Regions from separate parts of the Mus musculus genome. Here region 1 is linked to region 2. Evidence: chromatin contacts called from public Hi-C data. All regions are on one chromosome and are shown on one strand. The core of a region is the stretch at or near the end of the contact, and the rest is flanking DNA. Distances in the headings are between cores, read along the strand shown. Region 1 holds the start of Syt6 (synaptotagmin VI). Region 2 has its middle 19 kb from the start of Gm34049.

What was found. Hi-C and Micro-C count contacts between places; a contact is called where the count stands out from the background.
Region 1: a Hi-C map of cerebellar granule neurons shows a contact between it and region 2, with 2.0 times the contacts expected there. The contact joins the promoter of Syt6 here to the enhancer-like site in region 2. A contact is called at or near these places in 1 of 39 promoter capture datasets (embryonic stem cells), 3 of 484 Hi-C or Micro-C datasets (cerebellar granule neurons, microglia and nephron progenitors), 4 of 115 datasets of contacts at active chromatin or transcription factors (SST interneurons, embryonic stem cells, memory CD8 T cells and 1 more) and 1 of 9 other capture datasets (adipose tissue).

Annotation. Positions count from the first base shown.
Region 1 is chr3:103,572,850-103,578,799 of GRCm38.p6, reverse strand. Syt6 (synaptotagmin VI) reads right to left here and starts at 3,555. Exons shown (of 8, transcript NM_018800.5): 1 at 3,260-3,555. The coding sequence starts at 3,422.
Region 2 is chr3:103,479,795-103,485,838 of GRCm38.p6, reverse strand. No RefSeq gene overlaps it. Among named protein-coding and RNA genes, the nearest start is that of Gm34049, 19 kb to the left of the region's middle. Within about 2 kb of position 2,323, at least 10 of the 459 cell types and tissues checked have an H3K27ac peak or open chromatin away from gene starts, as enhancers often do. A contact at or near this core is called in cerebellar granule neurons, where this site is marked.

The DNA.
Region 1 (5,950 bases), core at 2,306-4,805, 92 kb before region 2:
AGCTAGATCCTGTCTCAAAAAACTCAAGAGAGAGAAAAAAAAGTTAAGGCATGAAACACACTAAGATTGGAAAACCATCCCACCAGTTGTTTAGGGGTAGCTAGCGAGTTTCTTCCATGAATGTAAAACATAATGTCTATTCCTTCCATCTAGAAGGAGCCAGAGAGCGTCTGATTCTTCAGATGAAGAAACGGGACTGTGTTTTAGAGAAATGTGCACTTCATTCCACATCACACACAGGAGGGGAAAAAAAAGGAAGGAAAAAAAAAGCAACATTCTCTGGGCTGCAAAAGGCCAACTTCAAAGCCAGGTGGTTGAATCACAGAACCTCTCTAGAGTCATTAGTAAAACTAGCAAACACCACATGCATCTTGAGCCATAGGTAGGCTGGGAGCAACCACTCTTGGTTACAGCCTACAGCACCAGGCACGGGTCAGTTTCCAGGCTCCTGCGCATTCTAGAACACGATTAGATTTCTGCAGCAACTTGGACTACGTACGGAGTTTGTTCACCTCCACAAGAGAAACGGCAGGAGAGGTCTGTTGATGGCTCTTTGCCTACATGGGGCCTATGAGGAGCGCACGAAGGAAGAAAGCAGACCTGCTATCCTCGGGTTTTTAGAGAAAGGGATGCTCTTAGCTGGGACATTTCAGCACAGATGTTTCCAAATCAGACGAGTCCGAGTCACAGATTTCTGATGCAATTCCTTACCCAGACCCTGACCTATGGGCAGGTCTGTGCAAATGGTAGTGGAATCTGAGTCTCATCTGTTGAAGCTCAGGGTATCACTGAGAATCCCAGGAGCTGGCAGAAGGGAGGAAAGGAGATATGATGGGAAGGGGAGCTAAGCTCATTCTCCCCACGTGCGTTATTTCCTTTCTCATAAAAGTGCAGATGAAAAGATCTAACGTTGCTTTGCTTGGAGTCTCGGGGGCGGGGGAGCTACAAGGAGCAGGCTGGGAGGTGGGAGGTCTGGCACCCTGGTTTGAACACCGACATAGAGTTCACCCAAATCCCCAAGGCTCCAGAGCCAACTAAGCCATTTTCTTGTGGTGTGATCCAGCTCTCTATCTACCTGCATCTCTTGTCCTACCTTGGATTTCTTGGGGATTGTGACAGATGCAGTCACCATGTTAAGGCTCCCCTGAGCCAGGCTGAGTGTACAACTCAAACACACTCTTAGGGTATCTGGTAGCCTGCCTCGTTCTCCTCAGCCCAGCCATTCAGATTAAAGGAATCTTTCTGGAGTCAAACTCACAATGCACACCCCCCCCCCAAACTACAACACTTTTTGCCCTGGGCAGGTAGTAGGGCAGAACTCCAAAGATGTGTGCTGGCCTTCCATATTCTGAGCAGTCAGACCCAGGGGGAAGACTCCATTGGAGATGGAGCATTGAGGGAAAGATGGAAGGAAGCTAAGGAGTGGGGGAAGGTAGGAAGTGACTGTTTGACGTGAGGGAATTGCTGTCTCGGAAGCATGGTGATGTAGAAGGAGATACAACAGAGGACCAGTGTCTAATGTCAGTCTCATCTGTTCTGAGACTCCCAAAGAGGCAGAGCCAACTTTTATCACTGTGCCATTCTCAAAAGTTTTTTATGTCTAATCTTGGTCTCTTCTACTGCAGTCGTCAATTCATTGATTAAACAGAGAGAGAGAGAGAGAGAAAGAGAGAGAGAGAGAGAGAGAGAGAGAGAGAGAGAGAGATCCCTAATGACTCATACAGAAGTGAGGTGGGCTCCACTCACAGAAGGCTGGATACAGCCTCCCTCCCTGAGCATACACACAGCCTCCCCTGACCTCTCTACCTTCCCTCTCACAGGATCTATCCCTAACCTGGAATCTTCCTCTATCTTTGACCTTTAACCTCAAATGGAAAAGGCGCTCTGGAATCTGAGGCCACTGGGAGCTCGCCCGACCTGCACCTGCTCCTGGGTACCTCTCCCCTGGTCCCTGATTACCTGTCCCTGGAGAGATGCGTGAGGACCACATTTCTGCCTTTAGCAGCCCCCTCCTGTCTTTCCCTCACTAGCCATATGGAACCACGAAGCGACTCCCACTTAAGCCTAGGCCCGGAGCCACTAGGGTCTTGGTCAGGGTCTTGATCGGGGTCTCAGTCGCGGACAAGGTACGGTGAGTCTGCAGAGCCCCAAGGAACTCCAGCGCTTGGGTCTCTGCAGGATCTCCCCACCCCCACGCCGCATTCGCTCCGGGCCGCAGGCTGCCCCCGGGCCCTTCCCTCCGAGGGGACACGACCCATACTTCCTCTGTCCTGTACCCTCCTAATTGCGGGACAAAGGATCCCGCTGCAGCAGGAGAGCTTGGCGGCAAAGACTGGTGCAGCAGGTACATACCCGGGCCGGTCGGCTGTCACGCCGCGGACACTCCCGCGGCTCCCGCCGCCAGGGCGCGACACGCCACCCCTCTTGTCGCGACTCCCGCGAGACGTCGCGGCTGCACGCAGGACCGGGTCCCCGAGGGGCTCGGGCTCAGGACTCACCCGGGCTCAGGAGCTGGACTCGGCTCGGGCTGCCGCCTAGACTTGGCGGCTGCCGGGGTTGCGTCCGGCGCAGGGTCCGCGGGGCCGGGGCAGGAGGTTCCCGCCTGGCAAAGTCGGTGAGAGGCACCGGCTCAGTTGAACACCCGCCCGGAGTCCGAGTGAGTCAGAGAGAGACCGAGGAAGCGAGTTATAGGGGTGCCGGGTGGGGGTGGGGGTACGCCACGACACTCTCCCCACCCCGCCCCCCGTCCCCCCTCCCCCCCGGCGAGACGCAGACAGCCACTCGCTGCTGAGAAACCTGGACACAAAGACCGCGTGCCAGCTGCAGGCGCAAGTTTTTCCCAAGCCCAGTGGCACCGCCAGCCTTTACCCAGTCACTAATGAGCCCTGGATCCTAGATCCTGAACCCTGGACAGCCCCCCACCCCCTGAAACACAGCTTTCCTCCGTGCCCAGGACGTCTCCATTCCCCTCACCCTGGCCAATCGCTCCTGGGATGAGCCCAAGACACAAGGGAAACTGAGGCCCCAAGGATGCCGCATCTCCGGGCTCTCATAATTAGTGACCTGGAAGGAGAAGGGTTCTCTCCTCTCAGGTCCTCTTCGAATCTCTCCCTGCGGGCGGTGAGCCAGGGAACTGACCCAGACTGGGACTCCGAGCTAGACTTCTGAGGTTCTGGGGCCCTTGGGCTGGTACCTTGGGCAGGGGAGGCCACTGAGAAGAGAAATCCAGGAGTGGAGAGGGACCTGGGTCTCCCAGTACCTGAGTCTGCCGCGCTTGGACTCTGCTCCGGGGACTGCAGCTCGAAGCTCCGACAAGTCTCAACGTCCAGCCCGAGAGGGGGCGGCCGGGCCCGGCACAGAGAAGCCAGGACCGCGAGCGCCGCCTGGCACCGAGGCCCTCCGGCCCCCCAAACCCCGCTCATGCCCCGGACACTCAGGCCAGCGGAGTAGTGGCTCGAACTCCAGCCGCGGCCGGACTGGGGCGGGGTAAGAAGGCCCCAAGAAGACCCTCCCCGCAGCGGCCCCCTGAGGCTCCGCTCTGCTTTTAATCACTTCCCCGCAGGGTCCCCGCCCCTCACGTGGCATCCCGCGGCAGCTGGCAAGTCTGGCGCCTCACGGCCGCCCCCTCCACACTCAGGGACTTGCCTGAGTCCGGGCAGGTTCCAACCCCGCTGTCCCACATCATGCAGGATCAAGGCCAACTGAGTCCTCACTGCGGATATGACCTTGGGCCTTTCTGGGACTCAGTTTTCCATTTCGTAAACGAGGTGTAATAATTACTGGTGCTCTATGAGCTCCCTGGGAATATATAGGTAGTGCTTGTGAAAACGTTGGGGAAACTGCCACATGCCAAACAAGTGGGCATCGCAATAACACAACATAAAAAGGAGTGGTCTGACTGTATGGCGGGAGGACCCTGCAAAGAGAGTTAACAGGAGAAGTTAGCCAGACTTTCCGGGTCTGGGCTTCGGAGATATAAGACCCCAAGACGGCAGAGCGAGGGGAACTGTAAAGAAGACTTTCAGAGCCCCGCAATCTTGCGGTCCGAGGCACCCGCACGTTGCTATGGCGACTGGAGGCAGCGGCCGTCTCTCTCCATGGCAACAGGAGGAGAAAGTTTCTGAATAGGAGTGGGGAGCATTTCAGAAAGGGGTTCGGTTCCCACCAGACCCACCTCCACGCATCAGACCAAACCCACCATAAATAATATATTTTTGTATGAAGCATATATAACAAGGACCAAAAAGACGGAAATCTAAATAGGAGGCTAGACTGTAAAAGGAGCTCCCCTCAGGAACTGTGAAGTGAGACTCAGAAGCAGGGTGGCTGTTAGTTTCGGGATGCTTTCACCCAGGCCTGGAAATCTAGGAGCCATTGCTAACAGACAGGAGAGCGACTCCCTTAAGGCCCTATCACAGTAGACTCCCACCCTTCACCTATCATCATTGTGTTGCCTTTCCGAAGTAGGATCTGGGAAAGAAACTTTAGCTGGAGCCCCTGCACCTGCAGCTACGGGGCTGGTGTGTGCAAGTGAGAGTGGTCAGGGAGGAGGGTCCTTCCTCCGAATACACGTTAATTGGAGGTGGCTTGGGCTGCGACTCAGGTTCCAGAGAGAGGAGATTTGGAGCGGTAGCTCCAGACGATCACCACCATGCACCATCTGTACCAGCCGCATCAACTGGCCCTTATAGTTGCAAACACGAGACAGACAGTGCCCAGGGTAGCAAGAGAAAGGCCTCAACCTAAGAGACCTCTTCTCTCAGCCTGGAGGTTCTCCTAACAGGCGCAGTGTCCCTGTCCGCGGTGCTGAAGATTCGGTTGGTATAATCAGCTTGTGCGCGCTGTGTTAGGGAAGAGTGGGGAGGGGCTATTATAGCGGGTTCGCAGCTTCCACCCGGGTCCCTAGAGCCTGCCATAGAGAAGTGTGGGAACTTGAGCGGAAGGGACTGAGGACGGCTTGATCCATGGTTCAATCCAGACCACCTTCCAGGCAGTGGTGCTGGATTGCTGTTCCAACAACAGGTAAGCTTCTGCCTCTCCACTTGCCTTCCACCCACCTGAGGAACCCAGACGCCCGATATCCTCCCCTCCATCACCAATGTAGATTTCAGCCCCGAGGAGAGTTCGGAGTTCCGAGGCCCCAGGCAACACTCTCATTAGCAGCTTCCCAAGCGGGGGTTTTGTGTTTATGTAAAACACAAATGGAGAGCTGCTCTCTGCTGGTGTTTATGGCAACTCTCACTCCGCGGCGATTTCTCCCTCCTCCTCTCGAGTTTCCTGGGAACATTAGCAGAACAAAGCGCCTTGTTTCCCTTTGCAAAGAATGGAAAAACAAAACAAAACAAAAACAAAAACAAAAAACGGGGACCACCTTTCCAAGGGCTCAGGTCTGCGACGCAGGGAAATCAATATTTTGCTTAACACTGAGTAGGGGAATTTGCCTCTCCACTGAAAGGGAAGGAGCCTGTTCGGAGCAGAGCAGGTGGCAGGAGCTGAGAATTAACGGATAATTTCTCATTGTTCCCGGATCCAACCTCCACACTCGGCAGGCAGCTCTGCGTCTCTGGCATTTCTCAAGCTAACAGAGCGAAAGAGGTTCTGCCCTGACAGGGCTGCAGGAAGAAACCTGAGCTCCAGGCTCCTAGGACATTTGGAGTGCCAGAGTAACTGCAGGAAAGAGACAGAGACACTGACAAGAGATAGAAGAGACGAGCACAGAGACAGTGGGTGTAGGAGATAAGAAAAACCAAGTCAGATACCTATAATGGCACACATTCAGAAAGTGACACTAAGAAATATTTTTTTCTTACACTAAGACAAGCTTCATTCTAGCTGTTTTCTTCCTCTTTGCCATCAGCTGCTGATAATACTGTGGTGAGGAGCCAGAATCAAAAACAGAAGAAAACTCTCTTGTGTATCTCTAAGACTCCTTGCCCCACAAGTCCAACCC
Region 2 (6,044 bases), core at 1,074-3,573:
CACAAAGAAACACAGGAATAAAGCAGAAGTAACTCAGCAAGGCAATTTCTTTTAGCAAAGAGAGAGTGCCAGCACCCAAATGGAGCCAGTGTGGAGCTGCACAGCTGAAATGAACTCTTTTATCCCGGCAACTGTACCTCATCCTATTGGTGGGAATTCACATTCACATTATGATATGATTGGCTCATTGGCTCAAAGGAGAAGGAAGAGGTTCATAAATGAAGACCCTAGTCAGGCTAACTACATTTTATAGAAAACAAAAAACACCCATCTCACACACCCAGGTGCCTGGATTCCAGGATTGCTGGCCCATCCCCCACCCATATAAAAGATACACGTTAACAAAATGCCCCCCTCCTTCCCACAGCCTCAGAGGACACACTCTTCCCCGGAATTTCGTCCACTCCCCCTGCTGCTCAAAAATCAGAGACTGCCTGACCCCATGAACACCCTTCTTCTTCTGGGACCTATAAGAAAGACACCCCAACTCTGCCTATTGGACCTGAACGCTCATTCGTCAGGGCCCCACCCTGGTGCTGTCTGACTCTCTGTTGGACCCTAACAAACATCTTATCCAAAAGGACAATCCACCTCCACTTCCCACTTGAGGCCCAGACCTGAGGGCTTTCATTCTCAAGTTAGCATAGTCTGACCTTTGTTCCATGGTTTTCTATAAGTTGTAAAACAGCTGCAGTTCAGGGTGGGAAGAGAAAATTAGACCCCTTTCTTTCCATTGGTTTGTGCCAAACTATAAATAATCTGTTTCCTATTTTTCTTTGGAATTTAGGAAAAATAAGGCAGGGATTCATAACATTTCCAGCTACCTCACTGCTTGGGGCCACCTTGCCGGATCTTCTGGAAGCTCCACTTACCCATCAAGCTGCTGTTAAAGAAACCTTCCCAGGTCCTCTGTGAGTTCTGTGCAAAGCCAGACATGAGCAGTCCCCACTCTGAGATCATATAACATTACCTGGTTTCAAAAGCATCTCAGCTTGTGCCGGGAATCTCAGTGAACCCTCTGTGCTGGATAGTTTTGTGTCAACTTGACACAGGGACAGTATTCTGAGAGGAGAGAACCCCAAGTGAGAAAAATGTGTCCAGAAGACTGAGCTGTTAGACAAGCAGGCCTGTCCAGCACTTTTTAAGAAACTGGTGACTGATGGGGGAGGACCCAGCCCATTGTGGGTGCGGCCATCCCTGGACTAGTGGTCTGGGCTCTGTAAGAAAGCAGGATGATCAAGCCATTAAGAGCAAACCAGCAAGCCAGATCCTGCCTTCACGGTCCTGTCCTGACTTCCTTGGATGATGAACAGTAAGATGGATGTGTAAGCCAAATAAACCCTTTCCTCCCCAAGTTGCTTTGGTTATGGTATTTCATCACAGCAATAGTAACTCTAAGACACCCTCCCTTCACCACCATGAATACAATCCTATCTGCTTCAGCCCTCCACCCTCTAGAGCTACAAGCTGATGAGGGGAAGGTGGCAGGTAGAGAAGAGACCTATGAGCTTTTCTTATTATTTTTTTTTCTTCTTGTTTGTTGGCTTCGTTTTTTTTTTTTTGTCTGTTTGTTCCCTTTTCCTGGTGACAAAAATCCTTGTTCTGTGCAGTTAAATGGGAGTGGTTAGAGGACATGAGGACTCTGGCAACAGCTAGGCTCTAACTCAGTCACAATTGTTCCATGATACCTCCTGGTGAGAAAGGACTCCAGGGAAGAGGAGGAGGCTGCCTGCCTGCTCAGCTCCAGTCAGGGGTGCCGCACCTGGAAGGTGGGAAGGAGGTCAGAGGGCTCTCCCTCAAGTGCAAACACCTTGCCTCTCCTGGAGAGCAGTGCCTGTCTGTCCTGCTTTCCTCTCCCTGCTTCCCCCTTGAAAGCTCACACAGATCATTGATCGAAGGCCAGCCAGCTTTCAACAGATCCTTTGAGGATCTTGTCCTGCTTCCAAGCCTAGGGGCACCTGGGCATAAAAGAATCTCAGAGAACTGGGGAAGATACTATTCTAGGTAACCAGCTCCCATTTCTTTCTAACTATGACCATACTAAATTGGCATAAGTAGAGTCTGCCACCCCCCGCCCTGCCCCGCCCAGTCTCTACCCATCTCCCCGCACCACCACCATCCACCCCTCACACACACACCCCAGTCAGGGCTTGGCCAGTGAATCAGCCTTGTCAGATGGAAGTGAAGTTCAATCATTGAATAACTGGGAAGGTTTGGGGAGCCCATTTTCTTGTCCTTAAGTCATCTGTTCCCCCTGACCCAGGAGCAGCCTGCCAGCAGCTGCCATCACCAAACAGAGCACAGCTACCCTGGCACCTTGGCTTGGGTCTCTTTCCAACTGAGCTGCCACACATGACTTGGTGAGCGATCTCTGGCTGCCATTCAGGGGAAGACAGATGGCTGAGAAATTATTTTCTGGAGTTTCCTGACCAGATTTCTCTCTGATGTTTCATGAAGCAAGATGTGGCTTTAAGAATCATCCCTGAAATCTTGCTTGGTTGGGAAAAGCCTAAACACTACGGACAGCCTATTTCCATTTTGGGGGGCACAGATAATGTTGGGCCTGGAGTGGCACAAATGATGATGAGAGGTCTGTAGGTGTTGCTGGCCAACACCTCTCTCCCTGATAATATAATAGCTGGGGTACCACATGGACCAGGACATGGAGTTCTGGTTGATCATCCTGTATGAACTGTGAGAGGGCTATACAGAGGATTAGTCCCAAAGAACACACACACCACGTACCTTTTGGTGTGGCCAAGAGGTTAGTGAATTCCAAACCAGTGGAATTGGAGAACTGTATGACATGGATATTAGGGTTATGGCAAACCTGAGACTAGGGAGTGCATCCCAGAGGATATCCATGGGACCTGGAACAGGTACCATTTCCTTTGAGATGTCCGATGGTTATGGGGGATTCCCAGGGGCCCGAGTGGATGTCATTTAAGGGAACTATTTTTAGCTGTGAAAATGGCTTGGGATATGTCACTGGTGTTCCTCTATTGTACGGTGGCCTTGAATCCAGAGCCACCAGTCGGGTGTGAGGTCAGGAGCAGTGTTACTAAGGAGAGTGGAGACTGCACTGACCGTGTCTAGCAGTCATGGGATGGAAGAGGACCCTATTTCTTTTTTTTTATTAGGTATTTATTTCGTTTACATTTCCAATGCTATCCCAAAAGTCCCCCACATACCCCCCCACCCACTCCCCCCCAACTCCCCCACCCACCCACTCCCACTTCTTGGCCCTGGCGTTCCCCTGTATTGAGGCATATAAAGTTTGCACGACCAATGGGCCTCTCTTTCCACTGATGGCCAAATAGGCCATCTTCTGCTACATATGCAGCTAGAGACACGAGCTCCGGGGGTACTGGTTAGTTCATAATGTTGTTCCACCTATAGGGTTGCAGATCCCAGACCCTATTTCTAAGTCAGCCCAGGGAAACTGTCAAGTCAGGGTTTGGCCTATTTTTCAGTTACCCAAAGTGCAAGATTCACAACCCCAGTAAGCACAATGGAATTGTCTGTACATTGGTGCTCACTGGGTTAATAGGGACCATTCTGGTGATATACCTAAGTCCTTTGCAATAGCGGGCCATAGGTCTGCCAGGGCTACTGTAAAGGTGGGGCGCTCTGCCCACAGGGCAGCTCTTGTGTTTTCCTTCCTCACCGTGCCTGGCTGATTCTTACTGGCTAATTTTGACTAAGAAGCTGCTTCCTTTTAGAAGACCCTGACCTTCCTTTTTCCCGTGTGTTCCTTTGCCGCCTTTCACTTACTTATAATTGTGTGAGTTTCACTAGCATATGTGTTTGTGTGCACGTGTGAACCTGTGTGTATGTGTGTGTACATGTATGTGTGTCTGTGTGCATGTATGTGTTTATTTGTGTACATGTGCGTGCATATGCATATGTGCAACTGTGTGTGTGTGTGTGTGTGTGTGTGTGCGCGCGCGCGCACGCACATGTGCTCATATGTGCAAATACACAGAGGTCAGAGAAGGACATCAGGTGTCCAGCTCTAACACTTGCCTTATACTCTTGGGACAGTGTCACTGAATTTTTTTTTATCAGTTTTTAACATTTTTAAATACATTTATTAACTTATTTGTGTCAGGTTAGAGGTGGAAACAAGCTTGCCTCGGTGAAAGGAGAACTAGTGGAAGCCAGTTCTCCCCGTCTGCAGTCTGCGTTCCAGAGATCCAGCTCAGGTCATCAGAGTTAGCAGCAGGTGCCTTTACTCACTAAGCCAGCTTACAGCCTTCTTCTGGTATTTTTCCCCAGCTTGACTTGCTAGCCAGCAAGCCCCAGAAATCCTCCTATCTCTGTCCTTCCACCAGCTTTGGGATTACAGGCATGATCAACCACACCATGCTTTTTAAACTTGACGTCTTCATAGTAATATAGTGAGTGCTCCTACCTCTGAGCCATTTGCCCAACCCTAGACTACTAGCTCTCCTTAACGACAGAAACAATGCCTTGCTTGTCATGGAGTCAGCGCCAGACAAGGTGTCTGGTGCAGCAGCTATGTATCCTCAGCGTTTTCATGGAATCAGTGAATGAATGGACAAGTAACTTGACCAGAGTTGAGATTGTAACCCAGCCCTGTTTGCCTCAGCCCTTCGGCACCCGGATGATACAGACATTGTCCTGTGTGTTATTTAAAGCAATGCTGCGTGACCCCCGGAACTCCTGCAGTGCCTTGGGAGTGACTACAGTGAAATTTTGAATTTGACATTTGGAAATCAACTTCAAGTATTCACCAGCTGTCCACTTACCATTCTGGTCTACAAGACAGATCTCCTCCTGCTCGTTATCTGCTAATTGGCTGATTTGGGCCTCAAAATTAACTCCCACTTCCCCTCAGGACCATACCTCTGCCATCATGCAGTTTGCTCCTTGGTACAGTCCTTTGCAAAACTCCTGGAGAGCCAGGAAGGCAGAGAGCCAGCATTGTACTTACCAACAATACTTGATTGAGAAAGGAAATCACTTGCATTCCCATCCCAAGACTGCGCTGGCTTGTTGATGCTACGCCACATCAGCTACTGTCACAAAATTCAGTCAGCCAGGAGATTGTAAGCAGAAGTCAAAGAGAAGCCTGTTGCTCGGCAGCCATCACTGTACACCGGAATCACAATATTTACACACACAGGAGCCGCAAACGGGCTGCATTATCTACTTCTGCTTAATATAGACGAAGGATGGCGTGCATCTGGGGAATACAGAGGCTCAGAAAAAGCCCTGCGAACCCTCAGGAGTGAAGTTTCAATGTTCTTTTCCTGTAGGGCCATTGGCTTCCATGGGACAGGGAAGAAACCACTATACCATGGCTTCCCACTGGTCTGTTTACACCAGGGTGTGGCTCTCCCCTGACTCAGGTAACCTGGGATGTAATCTCAAATTACTCAGTTCAAGTGATTTCACCAGGCCTCTCTGAAATGGGAGCTTTTGTTGTTCAGAATATTCTGCTGTTCAAGAGAAATATTGAAAATATCTATGACACCTTGGATCCCGTTCAACACAACTCAGCCAAATGGGGGAGGTGTAGGAGAAACACTTTGGCTATAAATTGATCATAATTGAATCTAAGTGACAGTTATATTTGGGGGGTGGGTGACATAGTCTCTGTTGTCTTATCCATATTTCAAATTTCCATAAAGTTTTTCATTTGGCATTTAATCATAATATTAAACAACTTATTCTGAGGAATAATTCAGTATTGTATATTTCAAAGCCTTCAAAATGGCCAAAGCATGTGACTGAGAAATTCTACTTCCAGGAATTTGCCCTTAGGAAATAAACAGGAATGTGTGAAAAGCTGTCTCTGCCAGGGTGTTCACTGTGGTCTTATTTATGATAGCAGGGAGAAAGAAAATAACCTACACGTTCAATAATGAGACCTCATTAAATAACCTATGACATAATATAGCCATTAAAATAATTTTGGAACTGATGATGGTGAACAGAAGTAGATATTTCACACTCTATTAATGCAAATAAATTGAATGATTTTATTACTTTGGGAGGTGAATTGGTATTATCACTGG